Regions from separate parts of the Mus musculus genome. Here all the other regions are linked to region 2. Evidence: chromatin contacts called from public Micro-C and promoter capture Hi-C data. All regions are on one chromosome and are shown on one strand. The core of a region is the stretch at or near the end of the contact, and the rest is flanking DNA. Distances in the headings are between cores, read along the strand shown.

Region 1 (4,371 bases), core at 926-3,425, 1.1 Mb after region 2:
TAGCACGCATGTGTCCCCCACAAATAATTCAGTGTAACTAAAAAATATTATGAGAACATGTGTATACCCCTACATCCAGTGAGCCTCTGATAAAACTGACCTTCGTGTATCCCTGAGTACCCAAATCGGAAGCTCCAATGTGTAACCCACTCAGAGGATGACAGACATCCTGTAGGGGAAAATAATCCCAGGAATGTGTGGATCTTGCATTAGTGTACACATGCCATATCACTGTATTATTGCTAAGGTGGAAGACATCTGTAAGAACACCACGCCGGTGTTTGTGTGTGCCGGCGAAGGGATGAGCCTGTGTATATGTATGGACCTGTCATGGAGTCCAGGATGAAGACTGCTGGAGTCAGAACTGTGCTGTCTTGAGAATCCAGGCCCTTTCCACCCAGGTTCCCTCATTCTGAGAGTGACTCCCAACCCGCAGGGCACAAGAACCCGCGGAGCAGCTGCGCAGCTGCGGAACCGGCGCCTTCCCGGGGAGCCTTCCCCAGGCCCCTGGCTGAGCCCAACCCCAGCGCTGCGGGCGCCAGGCGCCTGCAAAAGCAGCGGGTTTCCAGTTCGCCTGGGGCAGGAAAGTGAGGTTCTCCGGATCTCTTTCCACTGCCGCTCACAATCTCTTGCACAACCAGTTCTCACAGGTGGGACCTTGGGGCTCAGACCTCAGCGACTGAGCTTCCATCCACGCCTCAAAGCGAGATTACTCTCACAGACACGCAGAAATCACAATTCGCACACATTCCTAGGATTTCACACACAGGGACTGTCATCTGTTGAGCCCACGACCTACTCCACATTCGTTTTCACTTACCCACTTGCTACTGGGCCTCACATCCCGTCTGCGCACGGTGGCCTCTCTCCCACTGTCCCTGCCTGGTAATTGTCTTACACAAGCTGGGCCTCAGCGAGCAACTTTCGAGTGGCTGGATCAGAAGCGAATTAAAAAGAATTTGACATCATCTCATTTCCCCCCTTAACTGACATTTGATAGGCACAAGCCCACCTAGGGAAGGAGCGAGACCAGAAATGTTGGTGAGGATGGAGGGGGTCCTAGGGACAGGGACCTTAATGAAAAGATGAAGAAGACCCAGAGTTTCAAGCTTAAAAGCCTGGTCTCCCACGTTCTTATCAACTCTTGGAAAGCCATCTCTTTGTGGAATCCCACCTTGGAGAATCTAGGCTGATGGGGAGCAACACAAGGTTGCACAGATATTCCCTGCCTCAGCAGAGTGAGTGTGAAGCGCCTAGGCTGTTTCTCCGTGGATATCAGGGGTGGGGGTGGGCTGGTTTCTTCCAGTGTGAGCCTCAGTGGAAGTATCTTTATAGGATCAAAGATTTTCATGCAGGTGGCGAGCCAGATGGAGTGAGCAGCCCAGCAGTCGCCGGCTCCTTAGCCCTACGTGCGAATCTTCCGAAGACACCGGGGAGTCCTGCCACAGAGATGCCTTGGGGCCAAGGCGCCGCCAGGCTGCCTCGCCACCAGCTCAGCCTGCCGGCGTTTACACCGAACCAGGCGCCTGAGAGGCTAGAGGAGCAGAGATCAGCCACCGTCTCCACCCCCAACCCCCAAGCCCGGAACAAACTGGTCAGTGCCCAAGAGCTGGAAGCCCCGCTCCCTTTCCCTCCCACTTCCACCTCGGCCTCTGAAGGCTCTTCTGGAAGTCCGCAGCTGGGCGAGAACTGGATCTCAGGAGACCACCTTGTTGGGCAGCAGCTCCAGGTCCTGCCTGAAGCAGGGGACCTAAAGGTGGGGCTATAGGTGTTAGGGCCTAGCCTACTTCCCTGCTGGGCCCAATGGCCTTCAGGCTCCCACGATGAGCAGTTCGGGTTCAGGAATGCTGCATATCCTATTCTGAATTTCAGGCCTAAAAACAACAATTTGTTCTGGTCCTCAGTTTCCCTATCTGTGAAATCAAGTGTGTGTGTGTGTGTGTGTGTGTGTGTGTGTGTGTGTGTGTGTGTGTGTGTGTGTGTTGATGAGGCTCTGTCTGTTTTCAAGGGATAATTCTAGAATCCTTTCCTTGGATCCATGAAGAAAGGGTGGTAGGTTCAGTACAGGGAGTGAGCAGGCCTGGCCTCAAGTTCGTAGCCCCCGCCCTTCCAGGAGGGGAACTGGGAGAGGGGAGGGACATAGGCGGGGCGGGTTTTCAGTCCCTGTGGTCAGCTTAGAATTGTGTGGCGCTTGCTGAGCATAAAACTTGGGACCGCCACCCCCTTCCCTCCTCCTGCCATTGGCTCCGGCTAGAGGTTGACATCAAAGCCGAGGCCTTATATAAGCAGGATCCTGGTGGCAAGTCCGCAGAAGGGTTAAACCCGGTCTTTGGACGTCTGAACCCTTCTCCCTCGTTGCCTACAGAAACCTTCAAGAGGTCGGCAGGTCCTTCGTGTCATCTCCAGCCTTGCTCGCTCAGGACTCTCCAAACCCCAGCCAGTTCGCTGCCTCTGGAGCCCACGGTGACCCCCTTCTGTGGGGCGCATGGGGCGGTGCTAATTGGGCTGACAGCACAGGCCAGGAGCCTCTCCAACATGAACCTCGTGGGCAGCTACGCACATCATCACCATCATCACCACTCACACCCGCCGCACCCCATGCTCCACGAACCCTTCCTGTTTGGCCCGGCCTCGCGTTGCCACCAGGAGCGGCCTTACTTCCAGAGCTGGCTGCTGAGCCCGGCTGATGCTGCCCCAGATTTCCCTGCCGGCGGGCCACCACCTACCACCGCAGTAGCAGCGGCTGCCTATGGTCCCGATGCCAGGCCGAGTCAGAGCCCAGGTCGGCTGGAGGCTCTTGGAAGCCGCCTGCCCAAACGAAAAGGCTCAGGACCCAAGAAGGAGAGGAGACGCACAGAGAGCATTAACAGCGCGTTCGCGGAGCTGCGTGAGTGCATCCCCAATGTGCCCGCCGACACCAAGCTCTCCAAGATCAAGACTCTGCGCCTGGCTACCAGTTACATCGCCTACTTGATGGACGTGCTGGCCAAGGATGCACAAGCAGGTGACCCCGAGGCCTTCAAGGCTGAACTCAAAAAGACGGATGGTGGTCGCGAAAGCAAGCGGAAAAGGGAGTTGGTGAGTCCCGGGGCTTATAAGTTCCAGCTAAGGGTGCGGGCTGGGGTAAGTAAGAACAGGCCTGCAAACACTGAGCTGTGTTCTGGGTGGGACTCTGAAAGACTAGGGAGAGTTCTGAGGTCGACACAGTCTGCCATTGTGTGCACAGTCATTGCTGAGTGAACATAGAATTTTGCTTTTTAAAAGTGATCGTAGGGCCTTACAAGATGAATTGAAAACCTTGGGCTTCCAAGAAGGGGCTATATTCTATATTATAGTTTGTTTTAAATCTGAAGGTGTTTTGAGTCTTCCCTGGGCCCTTCTGGAAGCCAGGTTGAGAATGAAAGTAGGAAATGACTTAAATACTGCACTGACGTGTGATGTTCTCCCAAAACAGTTTTTAAAGCAACAAAACAAAACAAAAAACCCAAACACAAAAACCCAATACAAGTCGAGGCTTCATTCTTTCATTTGCTTAATTATGAATATCTGAATTACTCGATTCCCATGGGTTTATTGGAAAGGATTATTTACCTCAATTAATGTACTAATTGGAGAAACAGTAGACCACTGGAGGGAAAAGTGGGGTGGAAAGGCAGCTCAAGGCTGGGTCTAGTCTGCTCCTAGTCTGGATCTAGTCTGGGACAGGGTGATGGGCTAGACAATCTCAAGGCTTTGGATGCAACAAACAGGAAGGGCTTTGGCCTTTGCGCTTGCCTAGTCAGCCTTTTTGGGTCTTCTCCAGTTTGAGTGATCTTCCACCTAGGGGCGGTGGGACTTCTGGCCGCCAGAGTTCCCCCTGTTTGGTAGGCTCAGGCCTAGACACAGCAGTGTGGACTGGGGAGCTCGGTGGCTTTTATCTGACCCTCGGGGTCTGTGGCAAAGTAGGGCTGGCTTACCTGGAGCCACCGGAAAGACAGACTCCCAGCCTCAGCCGCCTGAGGCCTGGGCTGGGGATGTGGGGCGGGAGGGAGGAGCACCTTGTGGAAGCGGTTCTAGGGCCAATCCTGGTCCTGGAAGGGCACTACTTGCAAGTAACAACCGCACTGGGTTCCTGCTAGAGAGATGGGCCCAGACTGTGGCGGCCAGGCCAATTCTTTCCTCCCTAGGTAGTGAGGGAGGCTCCCAGCACTGGTACTAGCCAGCACCCAACTTGCATCCAAGCCAAGATCCTACGCCAGGCTGATAACCTGGAACGAGATATATACCGACTGGGTTACTATTCCCACCCTTCCCACACCAGGCCTCTGTGATGCTGGCTTCCTCTGCCCAAGACGCCTTAAAGCTAGATTCAGTTTACCCAGACTTGTCTAA
Region 2 (3,802 bases), core at 1,143-3,642:
CACCTAGTCAGAACCAGGGCCAAAGGGCCCTGGCTTCCCTAGAGCAGAGACAGACATCAGGGTTCTTGGGTCATCTAAGGTCAATGAGGGCTCATCCAGGAGACCCACGTAATCAGAGTGGTCCACGGTTTGAAGCTTATGGTTTGACTTTGGTGGGGACAGGAGAAGGAACCCCCTAGTCTCGACCCAGACAGTGAGTGAGCGAGCGAATTCTCTGGACGGTGGTTACTCACAAGGAAGGAGCCTTGCACTGCGCCAGGTGCCAGGGGCAAGTGCGCCGCATGGGGGAAAGGCTGGGTTTGTGCTACAGCACTAGGGAAGACCAGGAGCTGGGGCAGAGGGCCATTGTGGCGTCAACTCACGCAGGCAGGTTGCTTGGCAGAGATGCCGCGGGGGCGGGGCTGAGGCTGCTACACCGAAGGGAGGAGGCGGGGGCTTCGTTGCTTAGGGTGGAGCCAGGGAGAAGGGGGCGGTGACAGAAATATGGCTTCGCTAGACCATATTTGTGGGACCAATAAATAGATCAATAGGGCAAAGAGATTAGGTGGAGACTCAGGTGGGGAATGCAGGGAAAATGTGGTCGGGTTTGCATGGATTGAGGCTAGGAAAATGAAAAGGGGGCAATTTAGAAATTAGCAACTCAAAGTTGGGAGGTGGTGATCCCTGCCTTTAATTTCAGCACTCGGGAGGCGGAGGCAGAGGCAGGCTCATCTCTGAATTTGAGGCCAGAGGGAGTTCCAGGACAGCCAAGGCTACACAAACAGTCTTTAGACTCACCCACCCCCCCATCCTGCCCCCCTCTACCTCCCCTCTGCCTCCTTGCCCTCCCCTGCTCCCCCATCCCTGGGCTTGGAGACATAATGGGCTTCAAAACTCTTCAGTTGCATACTTATATTATATGCACACCCTAGGAGTAATTTATGTATTTAACATTGGCATTAATGAGTGATTCCACTACAAAGGAGAGGTAAAGTTTTCTGTGTTAACCTCACAGGCTTATTCAGGCTATTCCCCTCAGCCCTCCACTAATGCAGTTCAGTTAACCATCTCGGGTTCCTCCCAGTTTGATTTCTGATCAAGCCGGTTAGTCTCCATGCCGGTCATCTCTGAACACCACCCTTTTTGTATGGCTCAGAAGTCATACAGTACTGGACAGTATGAAAAACCAAGGCTCAGAGAATTAAACTCCAGCGCAAAACATCCTTTTGATAAGAGAGGTTCCTATTGCTTACAACTCAGGTTGAGTCAAGACAACAGCTAGACTTTCGTACCCTACAGGAATCGTTTAAGACAGGATTCTCTGGATGTGTCCCCTGGAAATATGTAAGTTAACACTTTCCTGACTCTTTTGCTGCCGCCGTTAACAGATGGGCAAAATTAACTTTAATCAAAGGCAGTTCACTGGGCTTTCCATCAGGAGAAAGGCCAACTTTTCAAGTACAGGAATAGCTAGCCTTTTTAATACCAGGCATTATGAGCCTTAAAACACAAAACATAAGTAACTTGGTTACTGAGCAGATGCGTTTGGATACTATCAACTATGCAAACATAGCACGTTTACTGCCGGTAGGAGCTACCTTCACTTGGTAAAACCAGTCAGCAACACAACCATCATCTTGTAGTACAAGGGCTCAGGCCACTATACCTATCAAGGGAAGGCAGGTTAGAATAGGACGGAGCTGCAAGTCAAATAGCTCAATGGGCAAGGATTAGCTGCTAAGCCCTCTAGACTGATCTGGGGAGACACTTCGATTGCCGGCCACCTTGTCTTCACCTCCTGAGGAGACAGGACACCTAAGTCTACGTTACAGACACTTTTTCTGACTCTGTGGGTGGCTCTGAAAAGAGCCGTTGGGTTCATGAGCGGTGCCTGTGGGAGCCTAAGCCCGTTCTCCGCGGATGCGCCGAGCCAACTGGATGTCTTTGGGCATGATGGTCACCCGCTTGGCGTGGATAGCGCACAGGTTCGTGTCTTCGAACAGCCCCACGAGGTACGACTCGCAGGCCTCCTGCAGCGCCATCACCGCGGAGCTCTGGAAGCGCAGGTCGGTCTTGAAGTCCTGGGCGATCTCACGCACCAAGCGCTGGAATGGCAACTTGCGAATCAGCAGCTCGGTGGACTTCTGGTAGCGCCGGATCTCGCGCAGCGCCACCGTGCCAGGGTGGTAGCGGTGCGGCTTCTTCACGCCCCCGGTGGCCGGGGCGCTCTTGCGGGCCACCTTCGTGGCTAGCTGCTTGCGCGGAGCCTTGCCTCCCGTCGACTTCCGTGCCGTCTGCTTGGTGCGTGCCATCTTCCTGAATCGTCCGCCTCCCTTGCTCCTCAGGTGCACAATGTGGGGGGCGAGTAGCACTGCTTTTATAGACCCAGCTACATTCCTATTGGCTGCCCACCAGGTGGCATTATGGGATGCTGCACTCTGATTGGTCCATTGGGGGATTGACTTTACACCCTGCCTCTTATATTCTCTCTGAGTGGTGTGGACTCTGGAACTGTTAGTTGCGGCTCGGTAGGAGGGCAGCGGGGTCTGTGGAAAAAACTCAAGTCGCTTTCTTGGAGCTTTTATTGTTGTTGTTAAATAAAAAAACAAAACAATCTTGCCTCGACTCCCAAGACACAAAGAACCTTCTAGAACCTTTCTGCATGCTTCCTTTATATAACAACGAGGCATAGTTTTCCTGAGTTCTGGAATACTAAAAAAACATCCACCTGGTCTGAGGACGCCCCTGGGGGCGAGGGCTGGAGGTAGCTCAGCAGTTAAGCTTAATTCCAGGACTCGGGAGGCAAAGGATGGTGGATATCTGTGTGTTTGAGGTTAGCCAGGGCTACATAGTATTAACACTATTTTTTAAAAATAGGGAGGGGTAGAGATGGAAAAAAATAAAGAGAAAAACGAAAAGAAATTGTGTCGTTTGCTGGAACAATGGAAAGAACTCAAGATCACAGTGTTAAGTAAGCTGGATCCAGGCAGGAAGAAAAGCATGGCATGGGTTCTCTAGCATGTGGAAGCTAGATTAAAAAAAAAAAAAAAAAAAAAGCATAAAAATGGGGTCGGGGTGGTATTTATAGAGAGAAAGGGACCAGAGGGAAGAGGAAAAAAAGGGGAGAGCTGGTGTGTGTGTGTGTGTGTGTGTGTGTGTGTGTGTGTGTGTGTGTGTGAAGTTATCAAAATGAAACCCATTACTAAGCACAGTTAACGTACGTTAATTAAAAAAAAAAAAAAACTAGAAGATATGACTCAAAGAACAGTAGTCCATGCTTATAACTTCAGTACTCGGTAGCTGAATCAGAAGGATAATAATTTTGAGGCTTAGAGTACACTGAAATGACGCTTTATCAAACAAAATAAAACATCTTTAGATCTGAAAGAAAATTAGGAAAAAAAAAAAAAAAAGGATTTCTGAAGCAAAGGCTTTCAAGGATAACATGGGCTGTATTCAAGGATTCCCCCAAAGGTCACAATCAGGGTATCAAACAATAGTAATAATGATTATTTAGATCACGTCAGAGGATGAGAAATGTCGTCCACATAATTTCAAAAAACGTGAGTCCAGAAAAGGATAGAAATCAAACTGTGGTGCATCTTTACGGATTTGGTTAAAAAATAGAACTCACTGACAATCATGGTGTTTTGCTTCCAAACGTGTATGTGTAGTTTAAACTGACGCCGGTGAACGCCAAAGCGGGGAATCCCGAGCCCGTGCCTGCGGTGTGCGGTCGCGGGTAGGCGCTACGCCAACCGGAGGACGTGGGTCGTCCATTGGTGGTGCCCAGGAACCGGGACGTCCCGGCCCGCGCCACTCT
Region 3 (3,887 bases), core at 1,330-3,829, 1.1 Mb before region 2:
GAAAAGAGCAACTGTGGGGTCTCAATTACTATTTGTAGAGGGGATATATAGCAGAGCCATTTCCAAGGCCCTCTTCTTCAAATATGGTGTGACCTATCGGTGGTTGTGAAGACAGATATAATGGGCTACAACTAGTCATTTTTCCAATCAAATAAACGGGAAGAGAAAAAGCACACGCCGTAGATTTATTCACTAAACTTTTGTTTTTGCTATGTACTGTAGGTAGGAACAATACTGTGACCTAAAAACTACTTTGCACATGGCAGGAGGGGTGTGTGTGTGTGTGTGTGTGTGTGTGTGTGTGTGCATAGCAGGATTTCATCTTGGGTAGGGTTTTTTAAACCAATGGTCTAGATTTGGGGCCTAAAAGAAATACCACTCCCACACCCACCCTACCCCTGCTCCCAGAGGCCTCAGGGAGCAGTGGGAATAAAGACACTTCTGAAGCAGAAGGCCCCTCTGCAGAAGTCAGAGGGATGCCTGATTGTCAGGGAAGGTCACATTTTACCCCCTCCCAAGATGGCCTCTGAGGCCTCAATCGCCCCATACTCGCTCCTCTCCTCTCCGAGGAATTCTCGCTGAGAGCCTGGCCGGGCTTCTAGGGAGAGGCTGCCTTGTGACTAGAATGGCTGTATCTATGCCTTGTTCTTGGGCCCCACATACCCTCTGGGGTGTTGGGAGGAGGGGTGGGAAACTAGATTACTCTCCAGCTTCCAGATCCCAAGGGCCACGTCCCAGAGAAACCTCTGGAAACAGCTGTGTAGTCAGCCAGGAAGGGCCTCCACTCCACTGCCCCCAACCCAGGCCTGGCTGGAGCTGAGAGAAGTGTGGAGAATGGGGGAGGAGAAGGCGGATAGGATAGGAAGCAGAGCTCCCAGATCTGGGCTCCCATCGCGCTGGCGCCTCCACATCACAGCTTGCCTGGCCCCACTCTCCACCCGCCTCCCCTCCCAGGGCAGCAGACAACTAAAAAAAGATAAAATAAAAAGAAGTAATTCCCCTGCTCTGACGTCAGCTCGAGGTCTTAACAGCCCAGCAGCCGCATGAAACTAGATTGCAACCAGATGTAATGCCCTTGAATTCTCAACACAGCACTGCCGTTGGAAAAGGGGGTGGGAGGGGGCGCGGGGCCCCGCTCGAACCGCGACACAAGCGCTGCGGGAGTGCGTGCGGTGGGGCTGGGACGCGCCGGCCTGGGCTCGCCGTGCAGGCACGCAGCCTCACGTCCCCAGTCCTTCGGAGCGTAAGACGCTCGGGTTTAATCCATTCAGAGTCCTCAGGTCCTGGGTTCCCGGGACGCAGGCACAGCTCCTGGCTGCACTCCCGCCCTGCTGTGTGAATGAGCGACCGGGAGCCCCAAGAGGAGCTAGCTAGCTGGTCGCTGGGAAAAACGGGCGCCCCGGGAAACTGGGGCCGCCGCGACCTGGAGCCTGCCTTGTGTTTCGCTTCCCCTCTGCTCCTCCTTGAAGGCCTCCAGTTGTGACCAGAGCTCCAAATGTCACCTCCCAGCCCTGCCAAGCCCTCGCCCCTGCCGCGCTCGGCCCAGTATCCCCCCCCCACAGGTCTTCTTGCCTCCAAAAGGCGTGGGACTCGGCCTCGAAAGGGCCCACGGGCCTGGCCGCCGCGCCGCTTTCGGAAGGGCACCAAGCTCGCGTGTCCCGGGCTCCAGCCGGTGGCGTCACCCCAAAAGGCCCGTGCGCCCAGGGCCTGGCCACGAAGGGACTCCTGGGTCGCGGGGACCGTTTCCTGGTCAGTGCGGGGCCTGCGCACAGGCCCAGGCGGGGACACGCGGCGACCGCCGCGTCCTGTGTCACCACGAGCGGCCCTCGCAGTCCGGACACCCGGGAGCAGGCTACACCCCGAGCCTCCGGCTCCCCGTCCCCACCCAGAACGCACTCACAAAGCTCCCTCGGGCCCTCGCTGCACCGCCCCACGTCCCCGCCCCACACTCGGTGACACTGGGCCTCAGGTCCCAGCACCGGCGCCCGGCGGGCCACCGACTCTCCAGAATCCCCTCATGCAGCTCCTACACGGCCACCAGCGGCCTCACGCCGGCGCCACACAAAGCCAGGCCGCGCGACCCCGCGTCCGCGCCCCACGCGCGCTCGGCCCCCGCCCGGACCCCTGCCCGCTGGGTCCCCACGCCTCGCGCCGCCCCCGCCCAGGTCCTTGTCCCCGCGCCGGGCTCCCCGCTCACCTCGGAGCCCGCGGTCACTCCGGGGCCCGGCGTCCGGCGCTGCGACTTCGCGGCCCGGAGGCCCGCGCGCCCATGGGTGTCCGGCACGACGGCCGCCCGGGCGGGAAAGAGGGTGGGCCGCGGGGCCCCTTCCTCGGACCTCGACAAGGCAGCCAGCTACCCTGGCCACCGCCGCCACCACCGCCACCACCGCCTGGCTCTGCAAGCGGCCTGTCCGAGCCCAGGCGCGAGCGGGGGTGGCACCGGGGCGCCGGGAGCCGGCGGCGCGCGTAGCGGGCCCTGACCGCGCACCCTGCCGGGCCTGCCTGATGCCCGCGGGAGCCCGAGAGAAATGCGATCCCCTCCACACAGGAAGAGCGGCGGGCGGGCGGGCGACGTGCGGGGGGAGCAGGAGAGCGAGAGCGCGAGGAAAAAAGTTCCCGGGCGGCCAGGCAGCTCTCGCTCGTGGCCTCGGGTGCCAGGTGGGCCGTTCGCGCCCCGACAGCGCCCCCTGGCGCCCGCGCGCCCCACTGCACGCCCCATGTCTGTCTGGGGGCAGGGGCTTGGCAGAGGGCCTGAAGGTGCAGCCCGGCGAGAAAGGCCTGGGGACAGCCACAGGACATGGTCTGCTCATCACTCGCTGAGGATTTTGGACTTAGACTTGGGCCAGGCCTCTCCCCGTCCCCCGCTCATTCCACCACCATGTGGCCCTCACCTGTGACTGTTTCTTTGGTTGGAGAATCCGTTTCAAATTTCCTCAAGTTAGATGTAAAAAATGTAGTCACGGCACATGTGGCACCTTGTTGGGTACCGAAGCAGTGCGGTTCCTGCCTGTCAAGGAGCTGGCATTGTGTAGGGGAGACTCAGACAGCCAACAATGATCAGGTCCATAACGAAGATAATTTTAGAGCGAAATAAGTGCTAGGAAGAAAATCAGCAGGTGCAGTGATGGATTTAGCTGCGAGTGAGAGAAGGCCTGTCTGAACAAATCGCTGAAGAGCAGGAAGGAGCCTGCACCAGCAGCGCATGGAAGAGCATTCTTTGAGAGGAAAAGACAAGTGTGGGTGCCCCGAGGCAGGAGTGCTCTTGATGAATAAGCACAAGTGTAAGGAGGCCATACATACCCAATGGGATAAGAAGTGGGCATGTTAGCCAGGCAGTGGTGGCACACGCCTTTAATCCCAGCACTTGGGAGGCAGAGGCAGGCGGATGTCTGAGTTCCAGGCCAGCCTGGTCTACAGAGTGAGTTCCAGGACAGCCAGGGCTACACTGAGAAACCCTGTCTCGGAAAACCAAAAAAAAAAAAAAAAAGCATGCTGAATTTTAATCCAAGGTCAGGGCCTGTAGGACTACAAAGAGCCTAAAGGCAGCCTCCTTAGTGCTGTGGGAAGTAAGCCACCAACAGATTTTAAGTAAAAGAATTTTGAATGGATTTGTAAATGAACCGATTAACTTATAGACAGCCCCATGAGCCGTGGCTACCCCAAGGCTTCTGCTCCCCTCCTCAGGGTGGCATGAGTTACCTGCTTCGTCGAAGTCTGAGCCATTCATCAGGTCAAAGCACCCAAGTCCCCAGGTGACTTGACACAAGTGAGTCAGTCACCCTTTCAGTCCTGTTTCTTCATCAGGAGTGTGAGCGTTGTGCTAAGTTCAGCACCTTTGTCTTCTTGTAACAGACACTTCACCCCTTCTGCCTCATCCTATACATCCT

What was found. Promoter capture Hi-C pulls out the DNA fragments that hold promoters and counts their contacts. Hi-C and Micro-C count contacts between places; a contact is called where the count stands out from the background.
Region 1: a contact with region 2 is called in a Micro-C map of embryonic stem cells, with 4 times the contacts expected there. The contact joins the promoter of Hand1 here to the promoter of H3f4 in region 2. A contact is called at or near these places in 2 of 39 promoter capture datasets (cranial neural crest and maxillary cranial neural crest) and 1 of 484 Hi-C or Micro-C datasets (embryonic stem cells).
Region 3: a promoter capture Hi-C map of pre-B cells shows a contact between it and region 2, with 6 times the contacts expected there. The contact joins the promoter of Rai1 here to the promoter of H3f4 in region 2.

The regions. Positions count from the first base shown.
Region 1 is chr11:57,829,951-57,834,321 of GRCm38.p6, reverse strand. It overlaps Hand1 (heart and neural crest derivatives expressed 1), which reads left to right and starts at 2,175. Exons shown (of 2, transcript NM_008213.2): 1 at 2,175-3,078. The coding sequence starts at 2,536. It overlaps Gm32915 (a long non-coding RNA gene), which reads right to left and starts at 2,214. Exons shown (of 3, transcript XR_003949681.1): 1 at 821-2,214.
Region 2 is chr11:58,960,301-58,964,102 of GRCm38.p6, reverse strand. It overlaps H3f4 (H3.4 histone), which reads right to left and starts at 2,392. Exons shown (of 1, transcript NM_001318003.2): 1 at 1,830-2,392. The coding sequence starts at 2,291. The coding sequence ends at 1,881. Trim17 (tripartite motif-containing 17) reads right to left here and starts at 322. Exons shown (of 7, transcript NM_031172.3): 1 at 234-322.
Region 3 is chr11:60,103,705-60,107,591 of GRCm38.p6, reverse strand. It overlaps Rai1 (retinoic acid induced 1), which reads right to left and starts at 2,579. Exons shown (of 6, transcript NM_009021.2): 1 at 2,198-2,579.